2 separate regions of the Sus scrofa genome follow, and region 2 is linked to region 1. A link is a contact called in public HiChIP or PLAC-seq data. All regions are on one chromosome and are shown on one strand. The core of a region is the stretch at or near the end of the contact, and the rest is flanking DNA. Distances in the headings are between cores, read along the strand shown. Region 1 holds the start of CLSPN (claspin). Region 2 holds the start of MAP7D1 (MAP7 domain-containing protein 1).

Evidence for each region. HiChIP or PLAC-seq counts read pairs in DNA pulled down with a chosen protein or histone mark.
Region 2: an H3K27ac HiChIP or PLAC-seq map of alveolar macrophages shows a contact between it and region 1. The contact joins the promoter of MAP7D1 here to the promoter of CLSPN in region 1. A contact is called at or near these places in 1 of 5 promoter capture datasets (fetal liver) and 1 of 2 datasets of contacts at active chromatin or transcription factors (alveolar macrophages).

The regions. Positions count from the first base shown.
Region 1 is chr6:91,966,691-91,971,694 of Sscrofa11.1, reverse strand. CLSPN (claspin) reads left to right here and starts at 3,625. Exons shown (of 26, transcript XM_021095923.1): 1 at 3,625-4,402. AGO4 (argonaute 4, RISC catalytic component) reads right to left here and starts at 3,359. Exons shown (of 18, transcript NM_001194972.1): 1 at 3,341-3,359. The coding sequence starts at 3,359.
Region 2 is chr6:92,295,603-92,300,686 of Sscrofa11.1, reverse strand. MAP7D1 (MAP7 domain-containing protein 1) reads right to left here and starts at 2,695. Exons shown (of 18, transcript XM_021095927.1): 1 at 1,464-2,695. The coding sequence starts at 1,509.

The sequences.
Region 1 (5,004 bases), core at 2,376-4,875:
ATACTCTTATAAGAAATGGAGTTCCAGGATTTCCTGTCGTGGCTCAGTGGTTAACGAATCAAACTAGGAACCATGAAGTTGCGGGTTCGATTTCTGGCCTCGCTCAGCAGGTTAAGGATCCGGCGTTGTGGTGAGCTGTGGTGTAGGTTGCAGACGTGGCTCAGATCCCGAGTTGCTGTGCCTCTGGCTTAGGCCGGCGGCTACAGCTCTGATTCGGCCTGGGAACCTCTATATGCCGAGGGAGCGGCCCAAGAAATGGCAAAAAGACAAAAAGAAAAAAGAAAAAAGAAAAAGAAATGGAGTTCCAGTTCATTGTTACCTCAATACCTAATTCAAAGATGAGCACACTGTAGGAATTTAGTTTTTTTTTTTTTTTTTTTTTTTTTTTTTTTTTTTGGTCTTCTTAGGGCCTCACCCATGACATATGGAAGTTCCCAGGCTAGGGGCTGAATCAGAGCTGCATGTGCTGGCCTACGCCATAGCCACAGCCACAGCAGCACCAGATCGGAACCGTGTCTGCAACCTACACCATAGCTCATGGCAACACTGGATGCTCAACCCACTGAACAAAGCCAAGGACTGAACCTGCATCCTCATGGATACTAGTGAGGTTTGTTACTGCTGAGCCACAACAGGAACTCCACTTCCTTATGTTTCAATCCTGGTTTTATTACTTCAAACTGCATGACCTAGGGCCAATTTCTTAGCCAATCTGTGCCTCAGTTTCCTTATCTATTAAATGGAAAATGTATGATTATAATAGCATCTATATCATAAAGCTCTTGTGAGGATCTCATGATATGATGTACAGAAAAGGCTGAATACAGTGGCTCATAATGGTAAGCACTCAATAAATGTTAGCTATTATGATTTCACTTACATAAATGTTATATCAGTGCTCAAAGGTCTTCATATTGGAAGCAACTCCAAAATTTAGTGACAAAGTCAGAGAATCTTATCTTCCAAAAAGGTAAGGAGTATGACTCAACATAGATTGGATAAAGTCAGCTTAAAAGAGGAGGGCATTATCCTTACTTCACCACTCAGCCTTGAGACCTTGATAAAATCATGATAAGCTCTCTGAACTTTTTCTCATCTGTACAATGGGGCTAACACCTGCCTTGCCTTCCTCACAGAGGATCAAATGAGCTATCAGCTATGAAAGCACTTTCCAAACTATAAGGCACTGTGAAAATAAATGTTATCATTAATAGAGCAAAATACATGGTAATCTAATTAAATATATTTATTTCCAAGTTATGGTTGTCAGAAATCAAAATTGAATGAGGGACAGACAGCAATAGCAAGACTGAACATGCTTCAATGATTGTGCAAGAGTGGAGGGAACAGAGCACTAGATACAGGTGCTTTAACAAAGAAGCAGGAAAGCTTCTCTAGGTTCTTAGCCTGGATGAAATATCCCACAAGACCAGAAAATCCCTTTGCTCTGATTCCAGACTCATCAAGCAGCTTCTTGCTATGAACTGGGCTTCCAAGGTACTGTGACACCAAAAAAAGGAGTCTGCTAGACAGCAGACAAGAAAATATCTCAGTTAACAGAAAAGATCTATGCGACATTTTGGCTGACTCATTAATGTCTTATAAATATGGTTAGTGAGAATTAATTTTCCACAATCCAAGGTGAACTGATAAGCCCTCCAATCTGCAAAAGCTAAAATCAGCTCCCCCCGCACCAAGAGTCAGGGCAATCTTTCCCATGAATTTCATCTGTATACACAGTTACATAGTCTCTTTCAATATCAGCTCATAAATGCAACAGTTGAAGTCTCTTTCAATATCAGCTCATAAATGCAACAGTTGATTCAATTATGACTTACTAACAGGGAAGGGAGGGAAAAACCATTTGTTAAGTATCCATAATGCATTACTCTCTCCAACAAGATTTCTCATATACATTCTTATTTGATTCTCACAACAATCTTGCAGCACATAATTATTATTACCCTCATTTTATAGATGAGGAAATGAAAGTTCAAAGGAATTAAGTAATTTGCCCAAGGTTATACAACTATCAAATTACTAGACTGGATTTGAACAGAAGTCTGTCACATTCCTAAAGACCTGATCATGCCTTTAGCCGGGGGACATAGCTGAAATAGCCCAGTGTAATACTCACATTGAGGGTGATCAAATAATATTGTGACAAAACCAATTTATTTTTAAAAGGCATGTGAAATTTGATTATGAGGGCCTTTAAAAAATACTTTAAGTAGCAAATTAAGGTGGGGTTTCACCATTCAGCTATGTAAACAAGTTTTAAGTAAACAAACCTGCAAAGTTTCCAAGCTCAAATGGTAGACTGAATTTTCTACACACTATAAAAATGAAATGCTTTACAACAAAGTCCACTGTGTAGACAAGGTATAACGTTAAAAGTTAATTCTAACACAGCCCCTAAACCCTGCCCTACTTAGCCAAGACATTAGAAACTTGTTGGGGTTCCAAGTAAGAACACCAGATGCCAATCTGCAGGGTATTGGTTACAACCAGGAATGGTTCCCCCGCTTTGGGCAGAACTGGGGAGATAACCAGAGGCCATTCACAATGATGGGGAATTACAGTTTCCAAAGCACTTTCTCCTTCATTTGATCCTCACAACTACCCATAACCCAATTAGAAGACACTTGGGGCGTTAAAGCTTCTGCTGGAGCGCGCGCGCTGGCGAGTAACTCGGCCGTCACTAAGGCACTAGCACAGATCACTGGGTCTGTGACACAGACTCACAGACCGAGGCATAGGACTAGATTCCCCAAGATTTCAGGGCCTTTGAGAAAGGGTGGGCACTTTGCCCCTTGGCCTTCGGTGGTAATGAGAAGTGTTTAAGGGAAGTTCTCTTTCTTCTTTATCTGAGGGCTCTGAACTGCCTGCCAGTGCAAAGAAAAATAGGGGTGCGGCCTCAAGCCAAAAATACTCCTGGTAGTAGGTGGGGTAGTCCTTGCCGGTACAGGCCTCCACTGCGCACAGATCGTCCCTTCTGAGGCCCAAACTGGCCTCGCCTCCACCGCGGAGCACAGCTCTCTGAGGTTGGGTCAGGTCTCCCCTCTACCTGGGTACGCAGGTCACCTTCCTGGGCCTCCCTCTCTTAGACCTTAAGAACTGGCTCATCTCTCCTTGTTGGGGCGCGGTCCCCGCGCCCCCCCGCCCCGAGGCCCAGGTCAGCTCCCTCTGCCTTGTGCCATGGGGCACCAGTCCCCTTCCCCCAGGCCTAATGGCCCAACCCAGGTACGCGCGACTCGATGAGGGCCACAGGGAGCGGCCGGCCCTCCTGCCCACCCGTGCCGGGGTGCAGTCCCCGTCCCAGACCGAGCGCGCTCCTCACCGGGTCCCACTGCTTCCATGGCGGCGGCGGGGGCCGCCTCGCCCCGGTCCCCGGCGCCTCCCGCTCCGGGCCCCGCCGCCGCCGCCGCGTAACGCTTGATCTCCGGAATATTGGCGCTGGGGGGGCGCCGCGGAGACGCGGGCGCTGGGCAGGGGGCGGCGGCGGCGCCCGGCCGGGGGACAGGGACTCGGCTCCCACGGCTCTTCCGGCCTCAGCGGCAACAAAAACAATCCCCGCCGCCGCCGCTGCCAGCGGGAGCGGGAGCCGGGGCGCGCGCCCGCCAGGCGGGGAGGGGGCGCGGGTTGTGGGGCGCGCGCGGCCCGGGGTCCTGGCTCGCGGAGGAGGCGTGCGCGGCCCCGGACGCCGGGTCCACCCAGCCCGGCGGGGGGCAGGGGCAGGGTGGAGAGGGGGGCGGGCGCTTGCCCAGAGAGGGCAGCACCCCGAGGATGTGTCGAGTGCGCGCGCGCCCGCCTGCACTGTCCTGTGGCCCAGGGCGGCCTTCCTGGGCGAAGGGCCGTGGGGCCCTACACGCTACACTCCCAGAGCCTCCGCGAAAGATGGGGACCAGAACCCCGGATCCACAGACACAGCTCTCCACTTCTGTCGGTGGAAAGGGTCCCGAGATCTCCCACTTCAGACCTCTTCTTTCACCTCTGTCTTCTCTCTCTCCAGTGAGTGTCCCAGGACTGAAAACACCGGGGTCACCACAGACACAGCATTTTCCCTCCACTTCTTCATCCAAGACTGTACACTGAGGTGCCGGTCCTGACCCATGTAGCTGAAAGCACCACGGGAATGGACTATGATGAACGATGCATTCTCTTGCAGACGATGACGAGCACCTCTGCTCAGCAAGTCACTAGTCACTGAAAAGTCTTGCTTTCTCTGATGACTTGCGATCTCTGATGACGTCACCTTAGCAGCCAAGAGCCAAAGGAGCAAAACCCCACTCCAAGATGGCATGGTCAGCCCGGCAGAGCCAGCTGGGGTGTTTAGTTGGGACTTTAAATTGAAGAACATAGTCTTCAGAATGAGACAGATCTCTGTCCACCAGATAAAAAGGTACAATGCATATGCTGTACTCATTTGCTAGAGCTGCTATTACAAAAGTACCACAGACTGAGTGATTTTAAACAACAGAAGTTAATTTTCTTACAGTTATGGAGGCTAGACATCCCACATCAAGGGTTGGTTTCTCTAAGATTTCTCTCTTTTGCTTATAGATGGCCGTCTTCTCCCTGTGTTTTCACATGGCTTTCCTTCTGTGTCCAAATGTCCTCTTATAAGGACACCAGTATACTGGATTAAGGTTCAACTTACAGACTTCGATTTAATTAAATTACCTCCCTAAAGACCCTGTCTCCAAATACAGCAAGTTCTGAAATAATGGGGTGGGGGTTAGGATTTCAACATGTGAATTTTGAGGGGACACAATTCAGCCTATAACATGTGTAGTGAGATAGTCATTTGAACACTTTCCGTGTGCAGCCATAGAGCCAAGTAATTTCTGTATGATAAAAATTATTAAAAAAATATTAGGGGCACATTGTGGCCAGACACTGTCTTATGGGCTTCACATGTCATTTAATCTTCACAACCACCTATAAAGTAGATATTATTAAGAAAGTTATCAGTATGGATGAGGAGACTAAAACTTAGGGAAG
Region 2 (5,084 bases), core at 1,446-3,945, 330 kb before region 1:
TCTCAGGCTCAGCAGGGCCAAAACAGACCCAAGTGCCATTGTTCCAGCACAGCCTCCAAACCTCCCAAACTACACCAGTCTGATAAGCTCCCCTCTGCGTCCGTCAGCTCCCATACCCACAGGGTCCCCCTGAAGCACCCACACTGGCATGGGGAGGAGCCCACCCACAGCCAAGCGGCTCCACCTTGTCCTGGGCTCTCCGCACCCATAGACACTGTTTCATCCTGGGCCTACACCCCAGGGGGCAGGGAGGTGACAGGGATTAGGCTCTAGGACTCTCTGGAGGTGTGGGGTTGGGGCCACCTCCCCCCTGAGTCAGTGGGAACAGAACTCGGGTCCTCAGTAATCATGCTCTTCCCTCCCTTTCCAGGAAGAAAGAGAAAGAGAAATCCCTCCCTCCAACCCCAGGCCCAACCAGAAACCTGTCCCCACCCCCTCATCAGCTGCTCCCAGATCCGAATGGGATTTGCAGAAGTCCCGGCACTGGTGGTTGGTGGGGTGAGGGGAGGAGAGAGGAGAGCTTTGAAGGGGGGGGGGGGGGGAGTGTGTGTGTGTGTGTGTGTGTGTGTGTGTGTGTGTGTCAAAAGAAGGTAGGTATCTGAGGCCTCAGGCTGAGGAATGATGTGGCAGGTCCCTGGAGTGCCGGCCTCGTACATTCTCCAGGGAAAGCCTCAGACCCAGAGAGGCTGAAAAGGAGGACGACAGGATGGACAGATTTACTTCTGGCCCCCTCCTCCCCAAATCGGACTGGGTGGGCTCCAGAGTAGGCCAGGCTGCAGGGGAATCAGCCCACTCCCCAGCTCCCGCCCTCGCCCCAAACAATGCCGCTTCCCCCTCCCCCTCGCCTTTATCCGGCGGGTTACTTGGCAGCCGCCGCTAGAGACCTCCCCCTCGCCTCCCCTCCCGGCCAGCCCTCTGCAGCAACAGGCCCTTTGCGCGGCAGCTGGAGGGATGGGGTGGGGGCGAGGTCTGGGCCAGGGCCTGGGCGTGGGGGGCGCCAGGGCCTAGGCTTCGGTATGCAAGGCTTCCGGCCTGAAAATCTGGACCCCCGACACACACATCCAGGCAGGGGTCACACGTGCCCATCAGGGATGGGGAGGGGGACAGACGCCCCACTCGGGAGAAGAAGATCTTCAAGGCCTGGGGTGGACTGGGAAGGTGGGTAGAGGCAGGGAAGCTGAGGTGACACTGGACGGGGGCAGAAGGGTCACCAGCAACTCCACAGCAGGGTCCCGGCGGACCCCGCCGCTCAGGCCTTCCCAGCGCCCGGGGTGGGGGAGGGGGCAGCTGTCAGAAGATGCGTCTGTGGCCCAGAGCCGCCGACGCCGCCACAGCCTTTATTTTTAAACTTCCAAGTGGTCAGAGGGCGCGGCGAGGGAGGGGTCCCCGCTGAGCGGGCCGGCCTCATCCTCGGCCTTCCCGAGGCCCCTAGATGCCCCTCTCCCATCTATCCTCTGGCATACCTGGGGGTGCGCCGGCACCCGGCTCCGAACGCGAGCCGCTCTCCATGGCTGCGGCGTTACGGCTGGGGGGGTATCTCGGGGGTCTCAGCGGCGACGGCGGCGGCGGCCGGCGGCCAAGATAGGGGTCCCGCGGCGCATCACGCCCGGCCCGGCCCGGCGGGCAACGATTCGGAGGTGGAGGGAGCTCCGGAGAAGGTCGAGGCTGACTCGGCTGGTGGCCTGCGGGCTCGGACTCGCCGGCCGCCCAGTGTCTGCCGGCTCCGGCCGCGATTCTGCTCCTTGCCAGTCGCCGGCCCAGTCCCGGCCGCGGCCCAACCCTATTGTACCGCCCGGGCTGGGCCTGGCCTCCCCGCCGGCGCGTACCAAGTGCGACGCGGGGAGAGCCGCCCCCGCAGCGCCGGAGCACTGAGCGGCCGCGCGCGCGCCCCGCCCCCGTCCTGGGGCGCGGGACCTCGAGCCTGGGGACGCCTCTAATGCGGGCTGCGGTGGAGGGGACGCCACGACACCCGGAGAACGCCCGTCCAGCTGCCTCCCCCGCGGCCGCGCGTTGGTATGCGCCGCAGCGTGAGCCGACTATGTAGGGAGCGCTTTGGTGACTCACCCGCCGCTGGGACTGAGGGGAGTAGGGGGGAGCCGGGATGGGAACCCCCAATCCCACCCTGGAGCCTGGGAGCTCCGGTTCTGGGGATCTCAGCGGCAGCTTCCAGTCTACATTCTCTCCCAAGCCCACCTCCAATAAATTCACCTGGGAACGTGGGGAGACCTGAAGGAGGGTCACAAGAAGCTCCCTAAAAGGGCTATGCTTTCTCTCCCCCGGTGATGGCTGGGGTGGGGAGAGGCCCGGGAACCTTTACGCCTGCCCTTCCTCCATCATCCCACAGTTGGTGTCTTCCCTGCTCCTCTGGGGTAATTACAGACCTGCACCACTGCTTTACCCAAGTCTCTAATCTTCTGGGTCTCTCCCGGCTCCAAACTGGGTGGTCCAGGCTCTGAACCACCCCCAGCCCCATCAGAGGACCCCTCCAGGTTCTCCGAAAGGATTTTTCTCCCCTGTGTCCTGTGGAAGGAGGCAATAAGTCCCTTCTGACTCCCCTCCCCCAAAGTAGTCCTATTTCCCAGGCCTGGGGAATCGATCCCCCAATCCCCTTGCTAGTGCCAGCTGAGGTGGGGCCTCAAGCCGAGTCAGGCCCAGCTTGAGCAGAGAGCTGGGAGCTTGCTGGGAAGGTGGATCGATGATGGTGCTGCAGGGATTGACAGAGGGGAGGAAGGAGGAGGCGCAGCTGGGCCCTGGCCACCCCATCCCTGCCCTTTGTCCTGACCTCCAGAAGGTCAGTTGTCTGGTTCTCCGTTGCCCAAAGATTAGGCCCAGCGATATGCTGTCCTCTGTCCCCCTCCCCTTTCCCGCCAGTGCCTCCTTTGAGCAGCTCCAGAGAGCAGCCATTTCAAGGCGGAGGGTTGGGAACAAAAGAGTCTGAGTCTCAGGCCACCTGGGAGCTGACTGTCCTGGGAGGAATGAGTAGTTGGGGGCCCGACCCTTCTTGGGAGGGCCCTGGAGGGAAAATACTACCTTCCCCAGTCCGAAAACATTAGCAAAGGATAATGATAGAAAGCCTGCAACTAGAGCTGGTCATCTTAAGCTACTGTCTTAACTTTTCTGAAACCCAGTTTGCTCACATAAAATCAGGAAGATAATTATATTGAGGGAACATGGGGTCGATGTAAAGGTGATTAAGGCAACGCAGATGAAGTGCTTAGTACTGAGCCTGGCGTATAGGAATAAATAAGGGTGGTGATGATGATGAGCTTCAAAAATACAAGTGCATTAAGATGAGAAGCAGATCCCCCATCTTTATTGCCAGCCATCCTATCTGACAATAAAGATCCCCAGGGGGATGATGGAGCCCAGGACTGTCCTTTGTGAGGTCACCCTGTGGATGAGGGAGCCCAGGACTGACCTTTGGGAGGTCAGAGGCCTCAGGGCCTGCATCTTCCAGAGCTGAACCTGCCCACCCCGACCCAGGCAGTGACTAGACTCAGAATTCAGGAACAGAATCCAACAGGGGAAGGGCCTTCCGGGATGGTTCTCCCTCACCCCCATACACAATCTTGAGACTGTTGCAGGGACAAAGACATATATAGGTGAGAATAGTGAGGTACCCTCATTAGCTAGAGCTCCAGGGCAGCGGAGGGGGGAAGGATGGCTGAAAATGAAAGGATAGGCCAGGGATGGCCTATGTAGGAGGATTTGAATGCCAATTGGCATCATGATCTATACAGTGGAGGTCTTGGGGAGCTGCTGAAGGTTCTTCGGAAGGGGAAGGATTGGCTTTAGAACTGGAAATCCTCCATTGTGTCTAATGGTGGGGGATTGACTTTGAGGAGCTCCCGCAAAGAGACAGTGTAGGGTATTAGCCTACTCAGTGGTTCTTAACTAGAGGCAGTTTTGCTCCCCAGGGACATTTGGCAATATTTAGAGGCATTTGTGGTTGTCGTAACTAGGGGTGTTACTGGTATCTAGTACTTAGTCACCAGGGTTGTTAACATTCTGCAAGGCACGGGACCACCCCCAGAACAAAGACCCATCAGGCCCCAAATGTCAGTGGTGCCAACGTTGAGGAGCCCTTCCTTAGACTGAGGCACCTGTACCTCCTCACAGGATGCTAGCGGTGGGAGTTAGGCAACTTGACATTCTCTGGCCAGCCTCAGAAGGCTTCCTACACGTCCGTCCGATGGATGCATCCGATGGGTCGGCAGCATCGAGTCCTGGGAGGATGACTGAGGGGAGCCAGGAGAGCACCCGTGTCCTGTGAGTGCTGCAGTAAGACCAGACAGTCGGAGTGGACTCCTTGCCATCTGCCTCCTAACTGATCGGGATCCTTGGTGGACCCCAGGCCACAGCAACTGACAGGGCTTAGAGTGGGTGTCTCTGAGGTTGGGGCTGAGTGATCGTGTTCCCCAAACATTACACATCCCAGAGAAGGAGAAGGGGAGCACTTGCAACATCATGGGCTGAGGCCCCAGCAGGATGCCCTGCCCTCTAAGGTAAACGGTGAGGAGCTGTCACCTTCCTGTGCCTCCCCTTCTGCCTGGGGCAGTTCTCCTCCCCTTCCACAGAAACAGGCTTGGAGTCGTCAGTCTGGGCTGGAGCAGCTGGGCTGGGGGGCAGGTCGCTGAATGGGGTTCAGAAATACATCCCTTTCCTGATCCCACCAGGGGGAGAACAGGTGTAAGAGTGTTTATAACCTCCTAGGTTTGGTGGGACAGGGTCCAGGATGAAGCTGGCAGTGAAGGAAACCACTGGGAGGTTTGACAAAGAGGTATCAATTGGGACCAAGGCCCTGGAGGCTGTCTCCACACCCACAAAGTAGGAAGTAGGAGGGGCCTCATGGTGGGGGCAGGGAGAGATTTGCACTCTCAACTCCCCCAGGGTGCTGCAGCAAGAAGGGGGTCTCTAACCCAGACCACTTGGCTGGAGAGCCCTCTCCTCCACGGCCCCTTCCCTGGGGCTGGGGGTGGGGAATGCCCTCAAGGGCGGCCGTAGACACCAGCTGCAGTGTGTGCTCCCTCCGTCCAGTTCTTGCAGAGGGGAAGTAACAGACAGGAATTGGAGGGGGAGGAACT